Linked DNA regions of Bicyclus anynana: region 1 is linked to region 2. Evidence: chromatin contacts called from public Hi-C data. All regions are on one chromosome and are shown on one strand. Each heading gives the region's core, a stretch centred on a gene start, on an enhancer-like site or on the middle of the called end of the contact. The rest is flanking DNA. Distances are from core to core; before and after follow the strand shown.

Region 1 (6,553 bases), core at 1,404-3,903, 94 kb before region 2:
CAGGGTCACACAGCGGGCGATGAAGAGAGCTATGCTCGGAGTATCTTTGCGTGATCAAATCAGAAATTAGAAGATCCGCAGAAGAACTAAAGTCACGGACATATCCGACGAACGAAGCTGAAGTGGCAATGGCCGTGGCACATAGTTCGAAGAGCCGATGGACGTTAGAATCCCAACGTGCTGGAATGGCTGCCTCGCAGTAGAAATGGCACTTGCGTTCGACCCCTCCTCACTAGGTGGACTGACGACATCAAGCGAGTCATAGGAAGTCATAGATGCATGCGGCTCAGGATCGTGATGTTTGGAAGTCTAATCGGCTCATCCCCACAAAAGGCATGGGCCTGGGGATGAGATGGATGTCCACTGCAGGACATAGTACCATAGGACATCCATCGGCTGATGATTGGTTCTGGCGACGGAGGTAGTCCACTTGTGGTGGTTAGTTGCTGCCTGCACTGTCTAGCAATGCAATACTAACCTCGCCGGCGGTCTCTTGGGGTTGGAGGAGGGCGTGTGCACGGCGCAGCACTTGACGAAGGCGCCCATGCACACGATGAGCGCCACGCCGCCCAGCAGCACCGCCCACCACTGCTCCGTGACCCACGCCTGCACCGTCTGCAGCGTGGCGCGGTTCAGCAGCAGGTTCTTCAGCCTCACCAGCGGCCCTTCCGCGTCCACCGCTCGGCACTTTAGGAACACATCGCAGTAGCCCTGGAAGACAAAAAAAAATAATCATTATTCCAATTATTCCATTTTTTTTTAAATACAATTTTTTTTTTGTAGTCAGCCGACTCCAGAAAACTATGAAATTACCTGGAAGTTATCGCACGGCGACCCAGGCCTCAAGCTGATGCCGCCGGTCGGCAGGCCCACTTGGTGTGCGAAGTCAGCGGTGCTCCTGCAGGACTCGGGGTCGGGCCCCGTTTGACACGCGAGCTGACACAGCGCCCGGCGGTTGACCACCGCCGTCACTCCGTCACCCATCTTGGTGGGCGACGACGATAGGAAGCACTCTTTCATATTCCACGCGAGACAGATGGAGCCGCTGCATTCGCCTTTGATGCATAATTGTGTTCCTGAAAATTAAATACATATATTAGTTTGTACACCAGCCAATTGGACGCCAGATGATAAGATAAAGAGACAATATTCTAATAGATAAATTGGGCCACATTGAATGGCGATACTGAGCGGCCGGAACAGAACGAGGCATGGCTGCACTCCGCCGCCTCTCTGTTAGCGACTCACCGTTGTTGCACTTGGTGTGGTCGTTCATGGCGCGCGGGTTGGGGCACTCGGCGGAGCGGCCGGAACAGAACGAGGCGTGGCTGCACTCCGTCGCCTCTCTGTTAGCGACTCACCGTTGTTGCACTTGGTGTGGTCGTTCATGGCGCGCGGGTTGGGGCACTCGGCGGAGCGGCCGGAACAGAACGAGGCGTGGCTGCACTCCGTCGCCTCTCTGTTAGCGACTCACCGTTGTTGCACTTGGTGTGGTCGTTCATGGCGCGCGGGTTGGGGCACTCGGCGGAGCGGCCGGAACAGAACGAGGCGTGGCTGCACTCCGTCGCCTCTCTGTTAGCGACTCACCGTTGTTGCACTTGGTGTGGTCGTTCATGGCGCGCGGGTTGGGGCACTCGGCGGAGCGGCCGGAACAGAACGAGGCGTGGCTGCACTCCGTCGCCTCTCTGTTAGCGACTCACCGTTGTTGCACTTGGTGTGGTCGTTCATGGCGCGCGGGTTGGGGCACTCGGCGGAGCGGCCGGAACAGAACGAGGCGTGGCTGCACTCCGTCGCCTCTCTGTTAGCGACTCACCGTTGTTGCACTTGGTGTGGTCGTTCATGGCGCGCGGGTTGGGGCACTCGGCGGAGCGGCCGGAACAGAACGAGGCGTGGCTGCACTCCGTCGCCTCTCTGTTAGCGACTCACCGTTGTTGCACTTGGTGTGGTCGTTCATGGCGCGCGGGTTGGGGCACTCGGCGGAGCGGCCGGAACAGAACGAGGCGTGGCTGCACTCCGTCGCCTCTCTGCACGTCTGGTTGGTCACTGACGATACGAACTCGCACGTCTGCGCGTTGCAGCACGGGCCTTGTGACGGACTGAAAAGAGTACAGTGAAAAAAACAATTAATCATTTTGTTTACATCAATCAATGATGCACTTTATGATTAGGCCATCCATTAAGGGCCAGAATTATATGAAATCCCTAAAAATAATGTCTGTATTTACTATTTTTAGACTGTACCTGCACTGTGTGTGAGCTCTCCTTTGGCAGCCTTTTGCAGTACTGTTTCTTTCGACATCATAGTTGCTCAGTTGCCTCGGGTAGCAGCAGCGATCGTTACATTCCTTTTCGTTGTAACCTGTAATACCACAAAACAGAATTAAAATCAAGACACATTATTCAAGCACGCATCAAATGTTCTCGTTTCCTCAGCTTTCTCTTAAAGTTTCCCTAGATTCCTGAGCGAATTTACAACGTAAATCAAGCCGATCAAGCGAATTTCGCACACTGCGTCTAGCACCGCTTACTTGTTGGGTCGGTGACACGACGTGGAGCAACAACAAAAAAGCAATTATGTTTGCAACATACCACAGTCGCACTCTTCGCCGTCTTCAACGATCTTGTTCCCGCAGAAGGCGCCGGCGTTCTCCTTGAGACAGTCGCGCTTGCGTCCGTCGCGCACCGCGTCTAGCACCGCGCTGATGTTGCCGACGGAGCACGTCGAGAAGCGACTGTTGTTGGGCCGGTCGCCGGACGTCGCGGACGCGAACATTATGTAGTTGCCCTCTTGACCTCCTGGACGACATTCTGATGGGTAGTCGTGCTATAACAAGAAACATAGCATCTTCAATATAGCGCAATTGTTAAAAAGCTACCTAAAACTCGAAAGGTCCTTGGTAATTAGATAATACACTACTCGTGAATTTATAGATAATATGATAGAGTAGACACAAACTTCGTTCGTTTCGCTTCGTTTAACGACGCCTCGCCGCACTCAACTTACGATCATTGTCGAGTTTTTCTGTTGAGGCCAAAGACTCGAAGCGATCTGAAGTTGAAACACGAAGCGCCTTGCTATTTGGCTCATTCCGGACTTTGTCTATTCGATTAGTGTACTTTAACATTTTAATCTATTTTTCGCGGTAATAATATCTTCAACTTTTTAACCGCTTCGTTGATACTGGACTAGACCAGACTTGGTCAGGGATTCAGCTTTCAATGTATTCGAGGCTGTCTAAATAAATCATTGGGTTTTAATCTCTCCGAGAACCCGGACTTGCGTAGAAGGTTTTGACTGTATAAAAGGAATTTGAGCTGAAGTTTGAGTAGTTTGACTTACCGGCGAGCCAAAGTTGTGTCCGATCTCGTGAGCGAGCGTGAGCTGGCTCACTTTGGGCGGCACGCGGCTGTTGTAGTTTACGAAGGTGATGATGCCGGTGTTGAGTGAGCGCTTGGTGCTCTGGTACATGCCGCCCGTTGTCTCCGTGTACGTCTTGTACTTCTCACAGATGCCGCCCGACGCGCCGCTGGCGCTCGCAACCCACGCTAGACCTGTCACAATGAAAACTGACGTAGTAAGATATCTATTGTATCGGTGGCACGTCGTACACTACCAACAACCCATAGGCCGACCAGCTGACAGAATATAAGAAGAAACACATCTCTGTATGCTTTGAAGATGGTCACCAATGTAAGCCAGAGGAAAACGTGGACCCGTTCGAGGCTGGGATCATACCAGGACCATTGTCATCAGAAATGAAGGAATGATGCAGAGAGAAGATATCTATGTTTCTTATATTATCCTGTATTGTATTAAATGTATAGCTTTCTGCTTCACTATACAACAACCTGACGTTTCGAAAGTGAAAGAAAGTGGTAAATTAAACTTATTTGAAACAAATGAATTTGAGTATTCATACATATGTCTCTCACTTTAGTTTTGTGAGTTCCTTTGTAAATGGGGTTTCTACATTTACTATGAAATATATGTATTGTCTTTGTGCGAATGTTGTTCCATTCTGAATGAGCTAAACGAGTGCTTATTAAAAGGCATGCAAACTTCTACCCTGTACATTTTTGTCGTCTAACGGTGTTTTTAATACAATTAAATTGATGAATGTAGAATTGTATAGGCCAGTATTAATGATTTCATTATGAGTGCTTACCAAAGTGTAACAATACATTGAAAAAATATAATCCTACCAATATTATATTTGTTTGAAATTAAAACGTTCATAAATAATAACCTGGATTAACACATAGGCACTTACTTCTTGTCCTGGAAAAAACGTGGTTTCCCGAAAGTTGTGAAATACTGATGGTTATGTTAGTATGAATGTTTGTTACTCTTTCTCGCCGCGACTATTGAACCGATTTAGCTGAAATTTGGAATGGAGGTAGATTTTTCCGGAAAAATTCATATTTCCCGTGGGATTTGTGATATACAGAATTTCACACAGAGTATCGGGCGTTTGCTAAATTGAAACAACATTTGGAATACTTTTATCCAGGAAAAAGAGTTCCTGCGGGGTAAGCGATGATTTTTTTTTAAATGACTTGTACGTAGGTAGCTAGTTAACAAATGAGTGTACCTAGAGTGCCTCCAGTGAAGTCCCTGTAAGTGAACACGTATGCCAGGCAGAAGTCTTCGTGGTTGCCGAGCGAGTGCAGATTGAGGAAGTTTGACACGTCGATGTTTTCCAAGCAGAACTGGTTGCTCTCGCTGCCGAACACGTGCGGCGTGCATAGTGAGTCATCGTCAATCTGAATTAAAAAAAAATAATACTCATTTCACACTAATTTCTATACTAATATTAAAAAGCTGAAGAGTTTGTTTGTTTGCTTGTTCAGGAACTACTGGTCCGATTTGAAAAATTATTTCAGTACTAGATAGCTCATTTATCGAGGAAGACTATAGGCTATATATTATCCACGTATTCCTACGGGAACGGGAACCACGCGGGTGAAATCGCGCGGCATCATCTAGTCTCAGGATAAAGTCACCATAAATAGACAAAGTTGAGATTTCAAAATTTAAAATTAAGCATAGTTTACTTGAAATAAACGAATATGATTCTAACCCAGACACAAGAAGTCTAGTGATATAAGTTTCATGTGTGTTTGTGTGTAATTTTGTGGCATTATTGCATTTTTTTTTATCAAAAAAGCTGTTTAAATGTTTTTTTTTTTTTGGTAATTCCTCTAATGCTGATTCACCATGAGGACAATGTTAGGATGGAAGAAATTCCTGACATGAAGTCGTTATTAATATTACAACTGCCGGGAGATTTTCAAAAATTTAAATTTAAATTTACTTGTATTTTGAAAAGATAATGACTTGCTTTAGAACGGTATAAAAATATTGTAGTAAGACTATTTTTCACAAAAGCTTCTTGCACATTTAAAGTCAAAAATGTCTAATTTTGCACTGTCCCACAGTTCTTAAACATTTAAAGTGGGAGAGTGCAAAATTAGACATTGATATAATTTGTAGTAAAGGGTTGAATACCACTATGTTACAATTTCCAACAATTTCAAGTTCACAAGAAGGGTCAAGTATGTCAAATTCCAAGATACCTTTATCCTTTGAACTTCAAACTGTATATTCCGGTGCTCCTTCTTGCGGCCGTCGAATTTCGTGTATCGGTATATGTAGTTGACTGCGGTCACGTGGTGAGATATGAGAGACAGGATCTCTTCCCTTGTTTTGGCGTCCACCTCGGTCTTTTTATAAGGATCTCGGTGCTGGAAGTTTGAAATTGAGTATTTAGGAATGTTTTTTTTTATTGTACTTCCATCTTTTACATACTAGTCATATATTTTTTTTATTATTCTTTACAAGTTAGCCCTTGACTACAATCTCACCTGATCGTAAGTGACGATGCAATCTAAGATGAAGGCGGGCTAACTTGTTAGGAGGAGGATGAAAATCCTCACCCCTTTCGGTTTCTACACGACATCGTACCGGAACGCTAAATCGCTTTCGCGCGGTACGTCTTTGTCGGTAGGGTGGTAACTAGACACGGACGAAGCCTCCCACCAGCCAGACCTGGACCAATTAAGAAAACCTCAATCGGCTTAGCCGGGAATCGAACCCAGGACCTCCGTCTTGTAAATCCACCGCGCATACCACTGCGCCACGGAGGCCGTCATACGTGGCAAGATACTGAAAATGCATTCCAAATCTTACCTATTTAAATCAGAAAAGTCGATGATAAACGTCTCGTGCGGGCAAATCACACAATATGAGAAGAATGAATTTACATAAAACAGTTGAAAAATAATTTAAACTGGAATTCATCATGATCATCGAGTGCCACACTCGAACTGTAGTTTGGTGGTCAATATGTGAAAAGCCTTCTTATTATCAGCCGCTTATTTTAGCTGCAGATAGCCTAACCCAGACGACTCCTTTGTATCGTCCAACCAATTGTCGTCCAACCACTGTCGTCTTTGGCGATCCGGTGATCTTTTGCCCAATATTTTACCTTATAATATAGGGTTTGAAAGTGAAAACTGGCCTAAGCCAAACTTTCTTCGCATTATGGTTGTG
Region 2 (6,636 bases), core at 822-3,321:
CTATTTTATTAAACTTTACTTGCTTTAATGAATACCTCTACTTTTAACAAATGATAAAAAGTATGCTGGTAAATGGAATAAGTCATTTATAATTGAAAATTTGCTTCAATGGAAAAACACAGTTTACAAATGTCTTGGTCGGGTAAAGAAGGTTTTTAGGTGTTGAAAAACACTCTGACTCAGTGTCTGATCTGTTATAACTGCCTAAATGAGAGACTATGACTAATGCAGCAATTTGTATTATTGCAGCAATATTTCTGCCACAACTTGTCTGTCTGTCAACACATTTAGTTGTCTTTTTTAAGACTATCCTACCAATATTATAAACACTAAAGTTTGTATGGACGTTTATTACTCTTTAATGCTGCTACTACTAAAGCGATTTGGCAGAAATTTGGAATGGAATAGATTTATAGTATTAACATATAGGCTTCTTTTCAACCTGGAAAATCCATGGTTCCCACAGGATTTGTAAAAAACTGAATTCCATGTGGAGGAAGTTTTGGGTGTCTGCTAGTTTAAATATAGTATTATCTTTCAGAGGAGTCCTAGGATGTCTAAGTCTCCAGATTTATTTTAAATTTAGTATACAGTATATTTCATTTTGTTTTATATAATATGTAGGTAGTAGTTAAGTAGTTTAATATTATTATACATACTTTTGTAATTTTGAAGCCTATATACTACAGCTTTTGATGATGAGTACTGTTTACTAACAAATAAATTAGAAATGAAGGTAGTAAATGCATGTCATTTCATAACTTATTTACTTTAAATTATGTATGGTTTGGTTATAAAATGTTATACAAAATATATTTACCATATCTAATTGTTTTAAGCTTATTAATCAAATTTATTTTCATTAAGTTAAGAACAAGTTAATTATAATTACTATTAATCTGTGTGAAATGACTAGTGATTTATATCCTCATTTTTAATTTGTTTGTTGGTTAACAGTACTCACCAATAAAAGCTGAAATATAGTTGAAATAAATATAGTTTAAAGATGTTTTACATTATTTACAAATAGATATTTGTTTTTAGAACTTGACTTGTTGGTTCTGCAGTAAGCCTATGTGCCTTCAGATCAAGGTTCTGGGTGCAAGTCTTGGCTGGGTTATGACCTACTAAGCTTTTCTTTTACCTAAGACATTTTCAGTACAAATAAAAACAGCCCAGAATTGGGATGTTGGTGGTATTACAGACCTGTGCCTCTTTATAAGACTTTCTCTCAAGTTATCTGTGCTTTTATTACTATGCCAAAGCATATAGTAAACAAAGGAGTATATAACAACAATGTATAAACAAATAGTTGTATGTGATATACAAATTAAATCTCTCACTCATCAATGAATGAACAATGGCACAATTTGATGCAATTCTAATAAATTCTCAGTTTTACAAACAACAACAAAGGCAAACAGATTTATTGACTCAAGTATTATGAATACCCGAGTTACAATTTGTTACCTAGTTCTGACGTGTTTTAATGTTAAATGTTGTGTAAAATGAAACCAATACAATAATCATTGTTTCTAAATAAACATAAGGGGACTTACCACTTTCTATGTAAGGAAAGGCGAGTAGCAGAAGAATTATGTATCCAATTTCACTAAACATTGTCGCTTACAAACACACACTTTTGGTATCACTAAGCCATCGCACACAGCTGATTCACGAACCACACAAAACCTTTGTCTGTTTTCGATGGAAACGCATGCGCGTGCAAACAATATTTTTTATTTACATTACAACAAATCTTATTCTAAATAAATGGAAAACTGTAGAAACACGCCTAACAACACCAGCGATTACTGTTGCAGTCACCGTTTAGCTTCCCTCGAAACAATAAATAAATAACAAATTATTTTCGTCCTCTTTAACTTAATCAAATAAGGAAACGTAACTTATTGAGTTCAAGTAAATAATACAAATTAAAACAATTCCACTTTTGCATTATTGATCCATCTTTAACTAATATTCACATAACTAATATTAAATTTTATGTACAAAACGACTGCAAAGGCATTTTCTGTACTTTCCGACAGGTCGACTGACATATTGGAATTTTATTGATGTTGCCATTTGACAAATAGAATGTCATAGCCGACATTGTGTTTCTATGGTTTATGGTTTATGTAGAAGAGCCGGTAGACAGAGATATGTGGGCGTTTCTAATTTCTGTTAAGCTAAGCGCACATGTTAAATTCAAATTCTTACAGCTGCTTGGTGGGTTATTCAAAGCTAACTGTAACATACGACGAAAACGACTTATTTACTTTAGTTTAAAAGTATTATGAGGAATATTAAAATTATGGCAATGTTGCATTCAGATTTAAAAAAATATCAACATTATTCGGTTACTCTATAAATAATGACAGAAAATATGGTATTGCCATATTGAAATTTCATTAGTTCTACTTTTAATTTTATTATAAAAGTAATTTTATTTTACAAGTGTTGGTTAGGTGTGGAACAACTACTTAACTATAACAACAGATGCACTATAGTTTGAATCGTAGACAGAGTCTACGTCCACAGTTTGGATAAGGATTAAACCTGGGTTTAATACTTGAGTGCCTATGAACACTAAAATAAACCCTCAAAATATTTATTGTGGACTCAGTCCAGTCACACCAGTCCTATAAAATATGTTAGTTTACTCTTTGCAACAGTCACACCAACACAACACAGGTTCAATGTAACCAGTAGGTGCCATTGGAGTCAAGTGGACTTTTTATTATTTATATATCTTATTATATTTATATATATTATTATAAAAATAGATATTTAAATATCTATTTTTTCTGCAATGATAAATAAAGACCACATAATTTAGTTAATGGTACTAAACTACTTAAAAATAAATAAAGGATGCTTCCTTTATTTATTTTTAAAGTTTAAAAAATCAATGTATTATAATGGTTCAGCAGGGAATGAGATGATTTATTTCTATTTAATAAAATCATAAAACTAAATTAAGTCTACAACTTTAGCAAAAATATTTTTATTTAATTATAACAAGTTTTACAGTAAAGCATTACTTACATAGATATGGTATAATTATTTATAACAATGAGCTGTACTAAGAGATTTAACATTTTGTATACTTACCACAAATTTATTATAAATATTGTATAGGTATTTATAAAGCTACAATGTTCGTTACAAAATATAGATGATCTTATCAGGTATACCTAATTAGTTACAATTCCAGTTTCTTTTATTAGCTGATTTATGAGTGTTATTTTTATTATTTTTAGGAATATTTGCCATATCTTTTATGACCAATATTATTGTTCCCTTCATATTAGTTTGATAGGACTGTTAGGAACTTAGGAGAGGGTATGGCAATAGTATAGCAGGCAGAGGTTGATCTATGCTCTCTTAGTGATGTGTAGAATCATTTTATTGTATATCTGTATCAGTGGCGTAGCGTGCCTTGAAGGGTCCCTATATCGAAATTAGTTAAGGGCCCCAAATGAGTAAGGAATTCTCACTTAAATTCTCTCTCTGAATTGTCAATAATATCACAAAAATACTTGTTTAAAATAAATATAACAGTGATTTGACTTATGTTAGGATATTTCCAAATTTGGGAGCACGCTTAATCTTAAAAAAAGAGACTGTTTTTTTCATCATCATCATCATTATCAACCCATATTCGGCTCACTCAATTATGTTCCACTGAGTATATTTCAATGCAGTTAAACTTGGAGACATTTGCGATTGAGTCATTTGCAATAAGGATAAAGGAGCTTTTAGTTATTAAGTTATCAGCCTATTTTAACGGCCTACTAGTTCACCCAGGCTTCCTCAGAAATGGGATATGGAGCTGACCCACCACGCTGCTACAATTCGGGATGGCGAACTTAGGCCGATGGCAATGATCGCGACCAAGAGCTTAAAGTGCTCCCAGAGGCTGATAATATATACTGAAAATTTCTTAGAAGAAAAGCTCAGTATGTCATTAATTTCAAATATGGTTTGTGGGTTGAACCCACAATTTGAACCCTGTGATCAAAAATCACATAGGCTTACCGCTGAACAAATGAGACAGTTAGTTATTAAATAAATAATAAAAAATAAAGCATTTCTAAAATTTGAGCAGTACTCACATCAAAAATAACTAAAACAAAACATGTTATCAGATTTATTCCGTCACATGCTTTATCTGACTATTAAAAAATCTAGGAACTCTATTAATAAAATCTAGATATTTATATTATAATAACTTTTAGCAATAAAACGAGTTTTAGAAAATATTATTTAGGAACTTCTTCATATAATTTGTCGGGTGTAAAAACGCCTTTCTCTGTTATGATTCCAGTTATTAGTGATGCCGGCGTGACGTCGAACGATGGATTCCAACAATTTATACCTGAAAAAAAATTGAATACTAATATTATAAAGTGGTAAAGTTTGCGATGTTGTAGGTAATCTCTGGATCTACTAAACCAATTTTGAAAATTCTTTTCTCTACTCCCATTTCGTAATCTCAAAGCACTCAATAGAAAACCTCAAAGCATATCACAAAGATATTCCTACAGGTTGTTTGGTATTGTTCATTACCACACGGGAAACCGTGCTACAATGATATTTTTAAATAGTTCCATGGCATTGGCTACAAAAATTCAGGCTTCCTTGTTAGAGGCAAAATTTAGAAGGCCACGCCGATACAAAATCGAGGAGGCCATTGCCTAACGCCAATATATATTATTTACCAAGTTTTATCAAGTCTTATTTATTTTATCATGATTGTAGAAAAAGTATCGTATGCCACAACACGTTGTAAGCCTGTCTATTGTGCACAAAAATCATTCGTGCTACAATGGCCCTCGATATGTGACAGTGACATAAATGACTATTACCTATATGTCTGTTTGTCTGTTTACTCTTTGGAACGAATGAACCAATTTCAATGGGAATTTCACTGAAAGCTGAGGTTACTGAGTCATATTTAAGCTACTTTTTATCCCAATTTCAATGGTTCCCGAATTTAGCGTAGACTAAGTCGCGGGCGTCTGCTATGTTATTATAATATACAGGGTGTTACGGAGTATTTCCCACAACTTCAACGTGTTGACAAGTCCATTTATAGGAGCCAAACTGCATGACTAATTTTTTTTAACTACAAAAAAACTGTTTATGTTTTTTTTTTAAATAATTCAAATAATTCCGACTATCCATTTAACACACTTTATCTATCCTTGCATTTTAAAATACGTAATCGTAGTGGTAAGACTGTCGATATCGACTAGATGTTGCAACTGGCACTCCGCACTTCACTAGCAATTATTAAATATTCAAAGAAATGGTTTTTACTCCGAAAATATTCATTTTAGAACACATGTTCCTTAGACATTTTTAAATAATTTTCCATAAAGAATATAACCCTAGAGTTATGGGAAATTCTCCCGAGCACCCTGTATACTAACCTGGTGCCGCGATCCTGTGTTCGCCAATATGCGTCATCTCCCTGTCCGGGCGCTCCTCTATCTTGACCCGCTCGCCGGACTTGAGCGCCATGTCTATGGACGTGAGCGGCGCCGCCACATAAAACGGTACATTGTGATGCTTCGCCACTATCGCTATCTGGTATGTGCCTATTTTGTTTGCAGTGTCACCGTTCGCTGCTACCTTGAATTAAAAAAAATAAATTATGCAGATTTGAAGACAAAAGTCTTCGATCAGTTCGTGTTGCCAGTGATGACCTACGGATCCGAGACTTGGTTGCTGACTAACCTTATGACCGAGGATATCAAGCGGGTTGCAGGGAGCCGCTGGATGCTGACGGCTCGAGACCGTTTTGCTTGGAGGGCCATGCAAGAGGCCTATATCCAGGTAAGGTAAGATAAGGTAAATTATGCAGATTATTCCTTATACTTCATCATTAATAACCCATATTCGGCTCACTGTTGAACATTAGTCTCCTCTCAGAATGAGAGGCGTTAGGCCTTAGTCCACCTTATTGGCCTAATGCGGATTGCAGACTTCACACACATAGAGAATTAACAAAATTCTCAGGTTTCCTCACAATGTTTTTCCTTCACTGTTTAAGACAAGTTATATTTAATTTCTTAAAATGCACATAACTGAAAAGTTGTATGTGCATGCCCCAGACCAGATTCGAAACTACGCCCTCCGAATCAAAGGCAGAGGCACGCAGGGTGTTGCACTGCCGCCGCGCCTCTACGTCACCACTGATACCTAAAATCTTTTATTAGATTAACGCACGATGTTCTGAAACGTCATATTAGATTGCATCGTATTATAAGCTGGCACGTACCCTGTCAGCACCGACCACCACAGCGGTGATATTCCTCGCATGCATGAGCGCTGACACCATGCTGTCAACGATGAGCGTGGAGGGTATCTTCTCGTGCACCAGTTCGTAGGCCGTCAGCCTGGCGCCCTGATTGTACGGCCGGGTCTCAGTGCAGTACACGTGCTCTGAAATATCCACAACAAAAGTTTATAGCTAATATTTCTCCTGTATCTCTATAGGATGCCTCTTACTTATCGTCCCATACCCATCAGAGAGAGAGAGAGAGCGAAAGAGAGAGTTCGATTCCGTCGCTATTGGTCCACTATCTCTCTCGTGATTCAATGTTATTGCCGCGTCCTAGGCGTGCT

The links. Hi-C and Micro-C count contacts between places; a contact is called where the count stands out from the background.
Region 1: a contact with region 2 is called in a Hi-C map of whole larva, with 5 times the contacts expected there. The contact joins the enhancer-like site here to the promoter of LOC112053037 in region 2. A contact is called at or near these places in 2 of 2 Hi-C or Micro-C datasets (whole body and whole larva).

What each region holds. Positions count from the first base shown.
Region 1 is chr12:5,286,786-5,293,338 of ilBicAnyn1.1, reverse strand. It overlaps LOC112053037 (disintegrin and metalloproteinase domain-containing protein 10), which reads right to left. Exons shown (of 16, transcript XM_052884767.1): 7 at 5,578-5,745; 8 at 4,593-4,764; 9 at 3,341-3,552; 10 at 2,590-2,824; 11 at 2,242-2,359; 12 at 1,927-2,096; 13 at 814-1,076; 14 at 479-711. Among protein-coding and RNA genes, the nearest start is that of LOC112053032, 19 kb to the left of the region's middle. Within about 2 kb of position 2,653, at least 4 of the 8 cell types and tissues checked have open chromatin away from gene starts, as enhancers often do.
Region 2 is chr12:5,192,194-5,198,829 of ilBicAnyn1.1, reverse strand. LOC112053037 (disintegrin and metalloproteinase domain-containing protein 10) reads right to left here and starts at 2,071. Exons shown (of 16, transcript XM_052884767.1): 1 at 1,560-2,071. The coding sequence starts at 1,620. It overlaps LOC112052850 (methylthioribose-1-phosphate isomerase), which reads right to left. Exons shown (of 7, transcript XM_024092080.2): 5 at 6,290-6,453; 6 at 5,439-5,640; 7 at 2,992-4,381. The coding sequence ends at 4,266.